Regions from separate parts of the Xenopus laevis genome. Here region 2 is linked to region 1. A link is a contact called in public Hi-C data. All regions are on one chromosome and are shown on one strand. The core of a region is the stretch at or near the end of the contact, and the rest is flanking DNA. Distances in the headings are between cores, read along the strand shown.

Region 1 (4,806 bases), core at 1,154-3,653:
AGAACCGCTGCTATCGAGGTCACAACCTTGGTGAACACCTGAGGTGCCGTTGTTATCCCAAAAGGAAGAACTCTGAACTGATAATGGTGCAGAACTCCTTTGATGAACACAGCAATCCGAAGAAATTTCTTGTGAGCATGAAAAATTGGAATATGCAGATAAGCATCTTTGAGATCCAAAGAAGCCATATAGTCGCCTCTGTCTAGTATGTTTATCACCGACCTGATGGTTTCCATACGAAAATTCTTCTTGTGGATGAACTGATTTACTTGTCTTAAGTCTACAATCGTTCTGAAAGTCCCATTTGGCTTGGGGACTAAAAAGACCTTTGAATAGGTTCCTCGATGAATCTCCAGTGGAGGCACTGGTTCTAGAACTCTGGCTGAAACAAATTCTGTGAAGGCCTGCTCGAGAGCCAGCTGTTTGTTTGGAGAATTTAAGGGAGTAAGAATAAACCTCTGAGGAGGTAGACTCAGAAATTCTATTCTGTAGCCTTCTGCAATTAATTGGAGTATCCATGCGTCTGCAATGGTTTCTTTCCATTCTGGAAAGAAAAAAATTAATCTGCCCCCTACCGGCAGTAAACTTCTGGCGTCAGAAGGATGGCCTTTTCTTTGGTGGGAAGGTTTTCCCAAATCCTCTCTCACCTCTGGAAGAATTGAATGCTCTATTGGGCCGAAAGGAATTTGTATCGTTCCTTCTTCTGTCTCTTTGAAAGTAGTTATCTCTTTTAGGTGATGTTCTTCTATTCCGGAAAAAGGAATTTTTGCTCCTATTTGATTGGTTTTCCTGAGGAAGACGCTTATTCTTAGAGCCTGACAAAGATTCCAAAAGTTTATCCAGCTCTGATCCAAAGAGACGACCTGGTTCAAATGCCATGGCACATAAGCTGTTTTTGGATACTGAATCAGCTGACCAGGTTCTTAGCCATAAAGCTCTTCTGGATGCTGTAGATAAAGCCATAGTTTTCGCAGCTAGCTTAATACTTTCAATGGATGAGTCACACAAGAACTCAACTGCCATATTGACCTTTTCCAGGGATTCCAGAAGCTCCACACGGGATATGTTGTTGTTGATATCCTCCGTGAATTGTTTGAGCCAATGCCTGGTTGATCTAGCCACTGCCGAGGCAGCCAAGGCTGGCTTATAAATAGCTGTACCCGTATTATAAACTCTTTTAAGTAAGGACTCCATCTTGCGATCCATAGGATCCTTTAATCCTGAACCATCTTCCACAGGAATGAGTGTTTTATTAGACAGTCTGGCAATGGCTACATCTACTTTCGGAGGAGTCCCCCAGGACTGTATCTCCTCTTCCTGAATGGGAAACAAAAGCTTTTGTCTTTTTGTTATAGACGGAGGCTTTTCAGGATTTTTCCACTCTCTAGTCATTAAATCTTTCATGACTGGGTGAACCGGAAAATTTTTAGATTTCTTAGCTACCTGAGAAGTGGTTGCCTGCGAATCCTCGCTTTCCAGAGATTCCATCGTTAACCTTACTCTCCTGATCAATTTCGCAGTGCTTTCCACCGGAAACAAGGCTAAGATTTCTTCCTCATCCGAGGATGAATCCTGAGTTGATCCGTCTAAAGATATAGGATTAACTATTGTAGGAGAATTCACAATATCATCCGCAATAGGGACTGGGCCAGGTTGCAACTGGTTAAACATATCCTTCATAGTTGATTTTATAAACTCCTTAATCCACGAAGAAGAAGCTTCAGGAAGTGCTTCAACATCCTTGTGAGCCAGATAGGACAGACAGTCCTTACAAAACCTTTTCCCATAGTCATCTGGGAGAAGTGTGTCACATGCTCTACACTGCAGATGCTTTGACTTCCTGTGTCTTTTGACAGGTGGTGGCTCTAGGGTAGACATCTGAAAAAACATGAAAATTTACACATAGATTATAAAGGAATCTTAGGTAAAAAGCATGCCCACAGAGTACCTTGTACCTTAGTGCTGAATAAGGAGGCTGCAACCCAGGCAGCAACGTCTAAGCAGCAGGCTGATCACACTCCTATACAAGGGGAGCGTCTGAACACAGCGTGATTAGCTTTAAAGATCCTCTGGTGCGAACTTCAGCACACCTGATCCGCATCATCAGTGTAAACATCTCTTAACCAATCACGTCAACTCTAAGTTGCGTGTCATAGGTTATCGTCGCCATCTTGTTTATGGGCAACCCTCGGCTGCACAGTCTATTGCGGCGACGGCAAAACCTAAGAGGCCACTCGCACCTCCGACTGAAAGACCTCTTGGGTAATGCAGTCTGCGGTCTTCAAGTCCCCTAGGGACCTGGCATCTTTAATCTAGGAAAAAACCAGAAAGAACGTTAATATGGCATCCACCTTTACGCGGATAATACACTCACCTGCCTACGAAGGTAGGACAAAAAACACTAGAGGGGGTTTTGAGTAGCTGGTATTTATGGGTGGGGAGAATTAACTCTTTTTTTCTCACTTGTCCTACATGTAAGGGAAAGCAAAATAAATCTCATGGTGCTGCCGTAGGGGACGTAAGGGAATAAATAATTACTTTTTTTGCAAGACCCTGTTGTGCAACAGCATTCATTCGATTTTTATACATATATTCTGTTAGCACCAGGGCAACAAACCCAGATAAGTGAGTGCAGGAGGCGTTCTACAATTTTTTGTATATATATATATATATATATATATATATATATATATATATATATATATATATATATATATATATATATATATATATAATCCAAGGAATGCCAGCACTCACGAAAAATGCAGTATAGGTGCCTGGGTGCGCGATCAGCAAATGCTTCGTACAATACAAAAGGAAAGATCAGCACTCACAGGTCTTAAAAGAAATAGTAATATTTATTTTACAGGTATGGACTAACGTTTCGGCCCCTCAAAGTACCCAACAAACAGTGAAATTGGCTTAAATACACAAACTGGCGGGAAAGACAGCAGTGATGAGTTGATGACGTGCATACGTTGTCATGAAACCAGCGACTTTTAAAAACCCACTGTAGTGGTAATGTATAATCCATAAAATTTAAAACTTACCCATATATACATTTAAATACTTTGTGCCAAAGTGTATCATATTAGTAAGGGAAGATAAACACAAAGCAAAATGTAACACTGTTATCATGGAAACTTGTAACCTTCACTTGCAACATCACTCATTATCCCCATGGTAACATTGTAACATTCCCATACATAATCATACCGTACCAAGAAGCTATTATGACAGTGTTACTCATGCTAAAAGTTGAAGATATTGTAAATTTGGCCCTCAGTATACATCCCCCGATCTAGGAATACAGTATTCATCCTACATTCTTATGAATTACTACAATATCGTTAATCTCAACCTACTCTGACATTATACTGAATACCTTGCAATGATTCATATTTCAAATTGGCGCTATCCATCTGACTTTGCTCCTTGGTTGATCCACTAGCTCTTTCCATATATTTTATTATTACCTTTTTTAATGTATATTTTAAATTTAATGTATACTACAAGGTCTGTTTGCAGTATATATATATATATATATATATATATATATATATATATATATATATATATATATATATATATATATATATATATATACTGCAAAAGTACAAAAAAGAGGGGGTATTGACCAATGTACATCCCCTGTTCCCCTAAGTAATCTAGTATCAATGTAAGTATATGCATTTGCAAAAACTGGGTTTTAGTTACAAAGTTATGATCATAAAATTGGTAAGCCACTATACCGTGTCAAGGTAAACCCCATATAGCGGTCCCTAACGATCTACCTCCGGTCATAGTATTCTAAGGCTGGCACCTCCCTGCATGGTGGGATAAGTGTCTCTTGACCTATCATTGAATACTATGACCATAGGTAAATAGTTAGGGACAACCATATGGGGTTTACCTTGATGTTGGTATGGTGGCTTACCAATTGCTGATGGGCTGCAGTGGGGGTGAGGAAAGAGGGGGGTGATATCACTCCAACTTGCAGTAAAGAGTGACTGAAGTTTATCAGAACACCAGTTACATGAGTGGGGGCAACTGGTAAACTGACAATATGTCTAGCCCCATGTCAGATTTCAATATTAAATATAAAAAAAATCAATTGTCTCTTTTGAAAACACGGATTTCAGTAGAGAATTCTGCTGGAGCAGCACAGTTAACTGATGCATCTTGAAAAATACATGTTTTCCCATGACAGAATTACTTTAAATAATTTTTGTTCTAGTTCCTCCTTTTCTTGTATGCTGTTACTATTTAAATACTATGCCAAATACGAACCAACCTGTTGCTATGTGTTCTATCTGCTGTGCATTCTATTCAATTTCAAAATCAATACTTGGATTATAAAAGTGCTGTCCCAGCATTTTTCTTTTTGTTTGTTTATTTTACACAGAAATAGACAGGTACTCACTGCTCTGATTCTGCAGGCGGTGGTAGGCGCACCAGGTGCAGCAAACGTACATGGCATGCATTCATCTGTAGCTATATCGGGATTGAAAATGAATGAAAAATTAAATGATTAATCATCAATAAAGCAATTTCCAAGGTAATTTACAGTAAGTTTCCTGAGCCATCAGTCCATAAGAAAACAGAACAATTATTAGTGCAATTGCATGGAGTATGACTTTGGCCTTGATAAACAGATGCTAATTACAGAAATGATTGTCCAATCGATTATTTTTGAAGTAAATAGCACCATTTAGTGAGATAAGGGCTTAAAGATAAACAGTATCAGACAGCGCAGCAAATAATTTTTGCTTAAGTTTTTGAAATTTTATAATCATACTCTACTAG
Region 2 (4,806 bases), core at 1,693-4,192, 71 kb after region 1:
CGGTGCCGGGCCAAGGTAGTTTGGCACCCTAGGTAAGAGCTTCAATCAGTGCCCCCCTGTCCTGCATTACCATTTCCCTCCTTACCATGATGGTTTTTAAATAAAGAAAGCAAGAAAATGTACAACACTTTTTCATTTATATTACTGCCCCCTGTACCAGCAAGTTCAGCAGCCATCCATCATACAGCCCTCCAGCAGCCATCATATTGCCCCCAATCTTTACCTGTGTCAGCAGCAGACAAAAATAAATCTGATCACATCATGTTGCCCCCAGTATTTATGTACCTGTGCCAGCGCCCAGTCCAGCAGCAACAGCAAACATATGGCCCCCCAAATCTGTACCTGGCTGTGCCAGTAGGAAGCTTCACACTTTACAGTAATAGAAAGAATGTCTTCAGTTCAGTGCAACTGTGCAAGTCTGAGAGCAGCGAGAGTCACACCAAGCAGCCCCCCAGCTCTCTGCCTCTCTCTGTCATCCAACTGCAACAGTGACATCATTGACGCAAATACACACGTCACGCTGCACTGCCGCACCGCACAGAAGGAGCTTTTACTTGCTGGCAAGAGGGAGAAGGTGAAGGAGGGGAATTCCACCTGACTGAGTGACCATCATTACTGAAACAAATTATTAAATAAACGCTTGAAAAAAATGAAAGAATGAAAAAAAAAAACGCAGTAAAAGTGCGCCCCTCAACGATGGCGTCCTAGACAGCCGCCTACTCTGCCTACCCCTAGTTCCGGCCCTGATCCCTGCAGTGAGCACCAACCATCTGGTTTTTTGGTGTGCTATTAATGTGTACATGGTCTTGTGGTAACATGGGTGTGGTTTAAAGTGGGTGTGGTCTAAAAACAGGGAGTTATTTAGATCAAATTGGGAGCAGAAGTAGTAAATACTATTAATAAGCATGTTGGAGACCTCTAGTGACCAAAAAGAGGCAAAACCACAATTTCAATAATTTCTCCAAAACATGCTATTCAATAAAAAAATATATTTTATTCACATCAGTAGTTAAAAAACATGTATAGTAATCCCTCTAACGCCTAACGCGTTTCATGCTTACCCAGCACTAAAAACAGGGAGTGGCTAACACTGGCTTCCATTATCAGCCCTCCACCATGTAGATTAGAAAAATTCCGGCCCTCTGTACCATAGAAGTTGCACAGCACTGTTATAGGAGATAGACAGGGAGGAGGAAACCATTGTCCACCTTGTAGATGTCCTCCTCATCTCCAGTCTCTATTTGGACTCTTCCAAAACCCTCTGTTAGTGGTTGCTGGCCAGATATTAGTCAACCACCCAAAACAATGTCAGTGAAGACTATGTTTGCCGACAAGTGAGCTTTGGTTGCCTGAAATCAACTGCAGTGTTTAGTACTAATTAGTCCAGATGTGCAGTGTAAAGATCAGTGCAGCCTGCAGTATACATTTTATTTTTATTTATTATCATTTAATCAGCCCTGCAGCATGGGGGTTTATAGGTGTTTGCTTTTAAGGGATACAGTGGGAACCCAGAACTGTGTAGAGTGATTCTATTTCATCAAACTTGCAAAAGAGATTTTTTCTGAAGTCAGATTCAGTTCTCAGGAGTACATGTCACGTCGCTTTAAGGGCATGTGCAGCATCTAAAGCTTTGGATTGTATATGCCATCATTCTAAGGCACTTTCCAGTATACATGTATTTATTGTTTTTGAATGGTTTTAAAGCAGTGGTTCCACTTGCCCATCCCTGATTGTATGTAAACCGTATCCAGGACACGTGCCTGAACATCAGCTCCACCTGGTGGTAACTGACTAAGAGCAGCTAAAACCATTAGGGCAGAGACAGACGCTGCTATTTCAGGAGATTAGTCGCAAAGTGACAAATCGCTTCTTCTTCGGGCGACTAATCTCCCCGAACTACCTTCCTGCTGGCTAGAATGTAAACTGCTGGCGGGATGGCACTCGGATCGTTTCAGCTTTCCGAAGTCGCCTGAAGTTTAATGGTGAGGCAACTTCGGAAAATAAGGCGTTCCACCGGCGATTTACATTCTAGCTGGCGGGAAGGCAGTTCGGGGAGATTAGTCGCCGAAGAAGAAGCGATTTGTCGATGAGCGGCTAATCTCCCCAAATAGCAGCGTGTCTCTGCCCTTATATAAATTGCATTGGAATCATCATGGGTTTTTGTCAAGCATAAAACAACCCTGATCCTTAACTGATAAAGGTAATGAACACTCAGCCTGTCACGTAGCTTTTAATGCTGAGACATGCAGTTCACAGATGGAAGGCCATAGGTTAGGTAAACTGAATACCAACTAGTATATACAGTACATCATATATACAGGTATGGGATCAGTTATCCGGAATCTCTTTATCCAGAAAGCTCCGAATTATGGAAAGGCCATCTCCCATAGACTCCATTTTATCCAAATTTTTTTAAATGATTTATTTTTTCCCCTGCAATAATAAAACAGTACCTTGTACTTGATCCCAAATAAGATATAATTAATCCTAATTGAAAGAAAAAAAGGTTTATTTAATGTTTACACGATTTTTTAGTAGACTTAAGGTATGAAGATTCAAATTACAGAAAGATCTGTTATCTGGAAAACACCAGGTCCCAAGCATTTTGCATAACAGGTCCAATACCTGTACTGCACTTGTCTCTGCCTGCTGGGCTTGCTTTAACAGGTAAATCATAGCTATGCGAAACCCCGGATCACTCCAGCACCGGAACAAGGGGTAGGCAGAAGAAGCAGCGGCCTAGGGCGCAACAATTGAGGGGAACTGGGCAGTTACCTCTTCTGCCTACCCTTAGACCAGACTCTACTACTCGCCAAACTTAACTTTTGCTTACACAAGCGTCGGCATTACGCAGCGCATAAGCTTGTGTAGTCTGCGCGCATGTGCGTCACGGCGCCCCATCAACATGCTTGTGTGTAAGCGAGTGACATCACTGCGCAAGCGACGGGGGATGTGAGGGCGAGGTGGCCGGCTGGGTCGCCTAGGGCGCCCGGCTAGCCTGGCCCGCCTCTGGGTCACTCTGACTTTGAATGCTGAACCAAAAACCCAGTAGTAGTCTAGTGGTCTAAAACTGCTCACATCTCAGAAACCACTAAAAATAGAAAATTCATTTAAATTGTAAAGATACTCAGAGGAGCTATCTTAGTAAGTTTACATCAATTCATTTTTGGGTTATAGATTCCCCCTTTAAATTGTCTACCAAAGCAGTGTACTACTTTTTACTTGGAACATGCAGGAAATCTACAAACTAAGTCCTCTGTTGTAACCGATGCCTTTAGGAACATGAAACTGCCCTTTAGCCGGGACCCCCCAGTAGTCGCAGGGTCTGCTTCTCTAATTGGGACAACTGAATTGCCAGCAGAGAGAGGAAATTTCCATTGTTTCTTTGCTGATTCTGGACTGTGCTACATGCTTGCGGTCCTGATGGGGTAACCATGGTGACCAGAGGGGAACATTTCCAACCATTTATCCAGCAGAGGGTACACAGCCATTGTTCCTGCTGAATTCATTCCATCGCAGTGTCTCAATGGAAAGCTCTTCTGTCAGCACAAACCTGACTATGATCTTAATCACAGGATGCTTGTTAATCCTTTTAAATGGTGCCGTGGATTACACTTCCCAGTTAACCCATTTAGCAGTGATATACGGTATATCAACTCCAGCAATAGGGAAGGGTGACATTTTGTTCATAGAAGCAGAAATCCACAGTTAAATGCCACGTGTTGGCTTTATTAGGTTCAGCCATCTTTCATCAAAACAAGTAGCAGATGGCCAACATGGGGGGGCTATGGGGGGAGGTGCTAAAGGCCTTGAAATGATTGACAACTGCCTCAAAGCGCTCCTGCAATATACAGTTAGGCCCATAAATCTTTGGACAGAGACAACTTTTTTCTAATTTTGGTTCTGTACATTACCACAATGAATTTTAAACTCAGATGCAGTTGAACTGCAGACTTTCAGCTTTAATTCAGAACAAAAAGATTCCATGAAAATGTGAGGAACTAAAGCCTTTTTTTAACACAATCACTTCATTTCAGGGGCTCAAAAGCAATTGGACAAATGAAAAAACTTTCTAATACTTGGTTATAAACCCCTTTGCTGGCAATTACAGTCTGAAGTCTTGAACTCATGGACATCACCAGATTCTGGGTTTCCTCCTATTTAATGCTCTGCCAGACCTTTACTGGAGCGGCTTTCAGTTGTTGTTTGTTTGTGGGACTTTCTGTCCCAAGTTTAGTCTTCAACAAGTGAAATGCAGCTCAATTGGGTTCAGATCAGGTGACTGACTTGGCCAATCAATAATATTCCACTTCTTTGCTTTAATAAACTCCTGGGTTGCTTTGGCTGTATGTTTTGGGTCATTATGAAACGCCTCCCAATCAGTGTGACTGCATTTAGCTGGATTTGAGCAGACAGTGTCTCAGAATTGATTCTTGTGCTTCTGTCCTGTGTCACATGATGGATAAACACTAGTGTCCCAGTGCCACTGGCAGCCATGCAGCCCAAGCCATCACACTGCCTCCCAAATGTTTTATACACAACTGTGCTATGCTTTGGATCATCAGCTGTTCCACCCCTTCTCCATACTTTTTTCTTGCCATCATTCTGGTAGAGGTTGATCTTGGTTTCATCTGTCCAAAGAATGTTTTTCCAGAACTGTGTTGGCTTTTAGATGCCTTTCTATTCTTGATGCTTATGAGTGGCTTGTACCTTGCAGTGCACCCTCTGTATTTACTTCATGCAGTCTTCTCTTTATGGCAGACTTGGATATTGACACGCCTACCTCCTGTTTGGCTGTTGTGAAGG

Evidence for each region. A called contact is a pair of places that touch in the nucleus more often than the background predicts.
Region 2: a Hi-C map of the XTC cell line shows a contact between it and region 1, with 2.7 times the contacts expected there.

Annotation. Positions count from the first base shown.
Region 1 is chr3L:134,416,205-134,421,010 of Xenopus_laevis_v10.1, forward strand. It overlaps LOC121401251 (lamina-associated polypeptide 2, isoforms alpha/zeta-like), which reads right to left and starts at 2,404. Exons shown (of 2, transcript XM_041585588.1): 1 at 1,956-2,404; 2 at 595-1,878. The coding sequence starts at 1,878. The coding sequence ends at 595.
Region 2 is chr3L:134,486,594-134,491,399 of Xenopus_laevis_v10.1, forward strand. No RefSeq gene overlaps it. Among protein-coding and RNA genes, the nearest start is that of LOC108711583, 15 kb to the left of the region's middle.